Regions from separate parts of the Rattus norvegicus genome. Here region 1 is linked to region 2. Evidence: chromatin contacts called from public Hi-C data. All regions are on one chromosome and are shown on one strand. The core of a region is the stretch at or near the end of the contact, and the rest is flanking DNA. Distances in the headings are between cores, read along the strand shown. Region 1 has its middle 120 kb from the start of Zbtb18. Region 2 has its middle 16 kb from the start of Zbtb18.

What was found. A called contact is a pair of places that touch in the nucleus more often than the background predicts.
Region 1: a Hi-C map of frontal cortex shows a contact between it and region 2, with 2.8 times the contacts expected there. The contact joins two enhancer-like sites. A contact is called at or near these places in 2 of 12 Hi-C or Micro-C datasets (frontal cortex and prefrontal cortex).

Annotation. Positions count from the first base shown.
Region 1 is chr13:92,095,642-92,099,288 of GRCr8, forward strand. No RefSeq gene overlaps it. Among named protein-coding and RNA genes, the nearest start is that of Zbtb18, 120 kb to the left of the region's middle. Within about 2 kb of position 1,545, at least 15 of the 93 cell types and tissues checked have an H3K27ac peak or open chromatin away from gene starts, as enhancers often do.
Region 2 is chr13:91,987,789-91,991,330 of GRCr8, forward strand. No RefSeq gene overlaps it. Among named protein-coding and RNA genes, the nearest start is that of Zbtb18, 16 kb to the left of the region's middle. Within about 2 kb of position 2,248, at least 10 of the 93 cell types and tissues checked have an H3K27ac peak or open chromatin away from gene starts, as enhancers often do.

The DNA of each region.
Region 1 (3,647 bases), core at 295-2,794, 110 kb after region 2:
AGAATGGGCAGGTTTCTTGATTCTCAAATGGGTGAGTTCCTGTGTCTTCCCCATACTGCTCCTTGGGGTACTAGGTACAACAGGCTGGAAACCTCTCTCTGTCTTTGGATGGCCTTTAAGGGTTACATGGATGCTTGCAAGATTCTTCTAATGAATTCCCACCATTTATTTCAAGCACTTACTGTAGGTGGCTTGGGGAATTTTAAGTAGCATATAAGCTACAGGCAGACCACCTGTCTCCATGCACCGCCTATACCCAGTACTGGTTTCACATTCTCACAAGATGGGATAAGGTAAGTACTTGAGTGTTTGTCAACTGCTCAAGAAGGCTATGGGAACATGGGAAATGCAAACCCTTTTGGTGCCTTCTTAATGCTATGACCTGACTGACTGTGCTCTGAACTTGCTCTGTCATAGATGGCCTCATCTGAAGACCCTTCCTGAGACACCTTTTGAAGGATTCAACAGTGGCATGTGAAAATACTTGGTAGGACGTTTAAAACTTAAGAGTGTAAAATCTCAAATCTCTTTTGAAGTCCATTGTCCTCTGGCAGTGCTGTAAGCAAACTCTGACTCACTTCCCCCCTTGGATAGGATTTCCTCCATGTGAACTCCTAATGCAGTGAGATTCTTGGGATGCCTTTGCAGTTATCCACCTTCCTCCAGTTTGACCGCCTCTGTGTTCTCAGGCTTCACTGAAGGGTTCTAACCACACAACACCATCTTTACAGCACTTGGCACTACCTAAAATGGCCTCCATGCTGGACGGGTCCAGGGGAGCATCACCCGGCACTTCAGATAGTTGTAGTCTGTGCCTGTAGGAGATCCATCATCAGAATGCTTCCTCAAATCTTACGCCTACACCCCAGGTAGTCCTGGATGCACCCTCCAAATCAGTGAAGGCAACCCATGACCCCTAGTGTTAACCAAACAAAAGCTTCCCTTTGGATAGGAGTCAGCCAAGTTTACGGGTCTCATGGGGCTCTCCCCTGACCCATCATGTACTTTGATCTAGTGCTGGCACATGAGCAATTCTTGGGGAAACCTTAGAGTCACTAAACCCAGTCAAAGAAATCGCCACTCTGCTCCAGACACCTGTTTTGGACAATTAATCAACATGAACTACAAGGAAGAGAAGTCGTGTGTACATTAACAGGTCAATGATCTCCTAATATTTCACCTTGAGTAGCACTCTGGAACATATATAGGCATACATATAGATATGTATGTGTTTATATATGCATACGTGCATATGTGTGCATATATATGTATGTATATGTATATACATTTCTGTGAGTACTTGTGATGATTACAAGAGACACATTCATCTTTGACATTGTCCCTTGACTGATGGAAAGAAATACCATCTTATCTTGAATCCATGGGCTATAACAATTTTATAGTGTGATAGAGATAAGGAGCAGATGTAGTAGACAAACCAATGTGACAGCTTTGAGCTTTTTTGTGCACCCTAACAGATGAAATAAGCATTGTCAGAGGGAGAGGCTGTGGGCTGAGGTGGAAACAGGGCACTGCTTGAGCAGGGGAGTCTGCGAGGAGGAGCTGTGTGTGCCGAGGCCTGAAGGAGAGTAGGAGGCCCACACAGACCCGAGGGAAGAAAGCTTCAGACCATCTGTGTAGCAAGTACAATGGTCTTAAGATGGGAATGAATGTGGCTGAGGACAGAAAAGCTGGAGTATACAGAGAAACATCGAAAAGGGGATGACAGGAGCAGAGCCGGGCAGCCATTTTGGATGACTTGAAGCCTACTTCAAAGGCACGGAGAACACTGAGCATGGGAGGCATAACCTGATTTATGCTTCAGGGAAATCTGCCCTGTGCAAGCCGAGCAATAGGCAGGTTGATAGAGGCAGGGGGGCAGGAAGGAAGCAAAGGACTGGATGATGGGGCCTGATACCCTGGCTATAGAGGTGGTGATACTGGGTTGAGGTCAGTGTGGGGATGTGGTTTGAAAGCAGCATCACTAGCAGAATCACTAGGATATATTCATGGGTTGGATGTAGAGTCCAAGGGAAGGAGAAGAGTAAGTAATGAACCCAAGGCTCTTAGTCTGAGCAGTTGGGTGGGTAATTGCTAAGAGGAGGAGAGAAAGCTCAGTTATATTGAGGAAGGAAAAAAAAAACACCCAAGGTTCAGTGTAGACACAGCCAATTGTAAGGAGCCTGCTAGTCATCTGAGAGAGGGTCAGGAGAAGGCAGTTGTGTATTGACTTGAGCTTGAGGAGTGTCAGCGCTGCATAAGCTGATATGACAGTCAGGAAGATTAGCTCGTCCTGAATCTATGGAGATGTGTGCGAGCTGCCTTGGGGGAATGCAAGTGGCCAGAAAGGGAAGGACAGAGTCCACAGTTGAGGAGCACAGCAAAAGAGCCAGGCGGTACAGCACCCTGAAAGCCCCAGGAATAGAGGATTCCAGAGGGAGCTTCGCCTGTGCCCAGCAATGCTGAGATGTCTGAGAGGAGAAGGCAGAGAGCTGATGCAGGCATTTGTGCTGGTAGCAGGGAACAGAGCTCTGCTGGTTCAGTAAAGGAAATGGAAGTTAGATTAGACAGTTTTAAGGAGAGTCTGTGGGATGAAGAAATGGCAATGATGAATAAGATCCTCAACTTGGAGACTTTCCTCTTATGGGAAGCACACAAGCCGAGGCATGGTCTGAGTGGAGATGCTTGTGAATGATGACATCTTGGATTTGGCCATCGCAGTTCAGGGAAAGTACTCATGAACAAAGGAGTTCAGGAGCCAGAGGCCAGGGTGCGAGCTGGATGAGCTCATCTGCTTCACAGGGTGGATGGAAGGAGGAACAAGATGTCAGCAGAGAGGCCGGGGTAGCCAGCCTCCAAGGGTGTGACACACAGATGTGGAGTTGCAGGGAAAACTGGGTCCTCAGAACATCAGGAACACACTTGAGTAGTAAAGTAGACTTTCAGACAGCAAAAAGAGATAATTGAGTTTTGTCAATATTTTTAAGGACAGCTGCGTGGGATACCTGAACATGCTCAGCTTTTACTCCAGTCACACCAGGGATGTTTGCCTGGAGGGCGAAACCTCCATATATTCCACAGACTCAAAATTTCTGTGTGCATGCATAGTGTGTGTGTGTGTGTGTGTGTGTGTGTGTGTGTGTGTGTGTACTTGTCAGTGTGGGCATGTGTGTGTGTGTGTGTGTACTTGTCAGTGTGGGCATGTGTGTGTGTGTGTGTGTGTGTGTGTGTGTGTGTGTGTGTGTGTACTTGTCAGTGTGGGCATGTGCACTCGTGTGCATATGGCAATCAGAGCTCAAGACAGTTGACTTCCTTAGTTGATTTTCACTTGATTGATTGATTTAATTTAACGCCTTTATTTGACAATACTGCAGGTTGAAATCAGGGCCTCATACATGTGAGGCAGGTGCTTTTCCACTGAGTACATCCCAAATCACTTATTTATTTATTTATTTATTTATTTATTTATTTATTTATTTATTTATAATTTAATTTTTTTTAAATTAAGGACTCTCACTGAACCTGAAGTTCATGATTTGTCTAGACTGGCTAGTCAATGAACTTCCAGGATCTGCCTGTCTCTGTCAAAACAGCACTGGGCTTGCAGGTACATGCAGCTAGTTTTTCTACACGGGTGCTGGAGATCT
Region 2 (3,542 bases), core at 998-3,497:
CACCAATGTGCCCTCTATGAGTGTGAGTCCATCACTGCGAGGACAGCCGGAAGATCAGGAGAGTATGACTGTGTGTTGTGCTTAGTCGGACACTTTTAAATGCTAAGAGATGATCCAACAGTGTGTGTGTGTGTGTGTGTGTGTGTGTGTGTGTGTGTGTGTGTGTGTGTGTGTGTGTAGCAGGGCCGAGTCCTGGATGGCTTCAGAGTTCCTATTCAGTCTGTTCAGTTTCCTCTTTGATGCCATGCCACCTCACAAAAGCAGTCCGGCCACCTCATCTCTCTTTTCTTTTCCTTCTTGTTATTAGGATACAATCTTACTTTTTAATCTCTCCGTTTTCATCGGTTTTTTTTTTGTTTTTTTTTTTGTTTTTTTTTTTTTTGTAAATGGCAATGGGCATCACAATGCATGTTTGGTAAAAACAGTTCTTTGTTGGTATATTTAATCATTTGGTTAAAAAAAAAAACAAAACAATAACAAAAACAACCAAAACCAAACAAGCACCCCTCCCCCTAGGAAAAAAAAAAAACAAAACCAACAACACCCAACCCTCCCTCCGCCTGATACCATAGACGAGAGTCCAAAGGGCATTAGCTGCTCGGTTGCACACATTGGAGGGAGAGTTTGCTGCGGGCTCTGTCTCCCTAATAGACTGGCGATTTTGTGAAAGATTTTGGAGGGTTTTGTTTAACCATTTCTGCATGTGTTTTTAATGAGCTCATGATTCGTAACAAAGGCCAGGTTGTGGGGTTTGCGGCCTTTTTTTTGTTTTGTTTTGTTTTTTTTCGGACCCGATCCCTTCCGGCTGACCTGGAGAGTGGGCACCTGTGCTCCTTGCCTGGCTCACCTATGGGAGTCAAGGTGGTGGGGCCATCTCCGGGCCTGTCTTCTTGCCAGGGATGAATCATGCAGTAGGCAGAGCGGAAGGAGTCTCTTTGTTGACAGCTTTCCATCTGGACTTTGGATACGGCTGGCCGTTTGCGGAGAGCCTGGGTTAGCTGGAAAGGACTGCTCTGCTCGAGTCAGCTCCTCCATGAAGGGCCCCTGGGCGGTGGAAAACACCAGCAAAGGAGCTCCCAGCATTTCAGCTGCAAAGCAGAGAGGTGCCCCTCCCAGGTCCAGGTACCCAGATTTGCGAATGTGTACGACTCCCGCTTTGACAAGTGGGTATTTAATAGTCAATAGGATCATTTACAGCCTCATTCAAATAATCCGACTGGAGTACACCTGAATAAATACAGCACGCTCAGGTGGCTAAGCGCTAACCCCTTGGAGTTTAATAATTAAAATAAACAGACCCATTGAGATGAATTCCGGTGGTTTTTTTTTTTTTTTTTTATGTATAAATGTAAGATGCTCCTCACAGGTTGGTGTTTGTGGTTCGCACAGGAATATGACGGATAGATGATACATGTTCCATAGCTATTTAAGGAAAGAAGAGATTGTCTTAGCCATGGGGTAAAGTTATGTGATACCATCCAGTCTGATTCTAGGCCAGTGCAGAGTTTTCCCCCCTACCTTTCTTTCTGTCTTTTTTTTCTTTCCTTTTCTTTCTTTCTTTTTTCTTTTCCTTTCTTTCTTTCTTTCTTTCTTTTTTTTGAAAGATTACTTCTTGGCAAACTAGATATGCAAACGCCAGAATACAGTAAAACCACATTTAATTGGACATACTTGCCAACTCCTTGAACACAGCTTGGATTATCCCACTGGAGGCTGCTTCTGTTAAAAGCTGGGGGAGGAGGAAGTGGCACTCTGACAAGGCCTCAGATAATTTTTTTTTTCACTCGAAGTACAATTATGCAATGAGCCAAGTTTGGAAGTATTTTACTATGTTTAATAATTATTATTAAAGATATTGTAAAACATATGCATTTGTTAAGTGGAATGTAATGGGAGTTAAAAAATCATGTCATAAATTTCACTTCGGATTTATTTTTCTATTTTGTGTTTTATTTGACAGCCTTCCAACTTGAGTCTAGCCCAAAGCCTGCACTCTAATACATATCATAGTTGATATTAAAGTGAGAAGGGGGTAATTTATAGGAGCTGCCTGAGAACGGCTTTCTTCTCGGGCCAGCCTATATGGAATTGCCACCTCTATTCAGGTAACAGGGAATGCGAAAGCCAGTCACAGTGAGATGACAGGGACAGAGAAAGTGTTTCTGCTCGTCCAGCAGCAGCTCTGAAAACCGCATGTCCTGGGCATGGCCACTGTTGAAAAGAAGATGTAACACAGAGAGGGTACCTAGCTCTTTGTGTGAGCGGATCTTGGGAGGAGCGAGGGTGGGATGGGAGGATGGGCTGAATTCCCATCTCGACCTCTCACCTGGGAAGCCAGCAATGGTTCGTTGCACGCCTTGAGCTGAAACAATTTTGTCTTACCCGTACAGTGTCTTTTCCAAAGAGGAGGAAACGCCCCTGAAACCCCACTTCTTGACTTTGAGCAGAGGTGCCATCTCTAATGATTAGCAAGACACTCTAGGGTGTTTGTGCCGAACTCCACCTGCGCTGTGAAATCCCCGTGATTTTTCTCACATTCCCACTCAAGCTGCAGAGCAACTAGGCCCTCTCTCTTCCTCGTGTGGCTGTGTCAGTGTGACTTCTGTGTGCCGCGCAACTGGATTGTTTCCCCGTGCCCCACCCCGATTAATGATGGGCTATGGGAGGAGGCTGGTAGGTCCCTGCATCCGCGCCCACCCAACAACCCCAGCGGGCTCCCTTTCCTTACAGTGGGGGTGACATCCTCGGCTCTGCTTTTCTAGGTACCCTTTGAATGTATCCCCCCCAGGGCTTCTGGAATCCTCCTGCAGCTCTGCAGTCTCGTGGCAGGGACTGCAGCAGCGAGAGGCTTGCATGTGCAAAGGCAATGTGGGGACACGTGGACCTCATCCCTGAAAACAGAGCCCCTGAGGTGTGCCCTCCCACAACCCAGCAACACCAGCCCCCAGGGCTCTGGAACTTTCTCTGGACATCCACAGTTTTGCCTCAGGCAGGGCTGACCTGAAGCTAAAGAGAGGGCTTGGGAGCTTTCTGGAAAGGTCTTGCATCTAAAAACCGGAAACCAGAAGGGAGGACAGTGACAGGAAAAAAATCTGCACTCTTGTTCCCTGCCGGCTAAGTCAGATTGTCTTGAACAAGAGACTTTATCCGTTCATCTTTAAAATAAACATTTTGAGTCAGATGCCTCTGAGGTTCTTTCTAGCTCTCGGTTCTTGGGTATCTTTTACCTTTTTAGCTGAGACACTGATTGAACTTGAGCAGGGAAATATTTTCCAATTAGAGTGAAAATGGTGACTAATACACCGGTTGGCTTCTGCGGTGCCTGTGATCAAAGGCTTGCTTGCTTCGATCAGGGCGGGCAGGGGTAGGGCTGGAGAGGGCGTCTCTGGCCGCTGGGATTTTAAGATCTAACTGCACGCACATTTACACATGTCAGCCATGTGCCTGGCATATGCCTTCTTGTCTGTGGTCAAGCCCAGTGAGTTTAGGGTTAATTTTTTTTAACAGGCAAAATCCCTAGAGATTTTAAGAACTTATTTCGT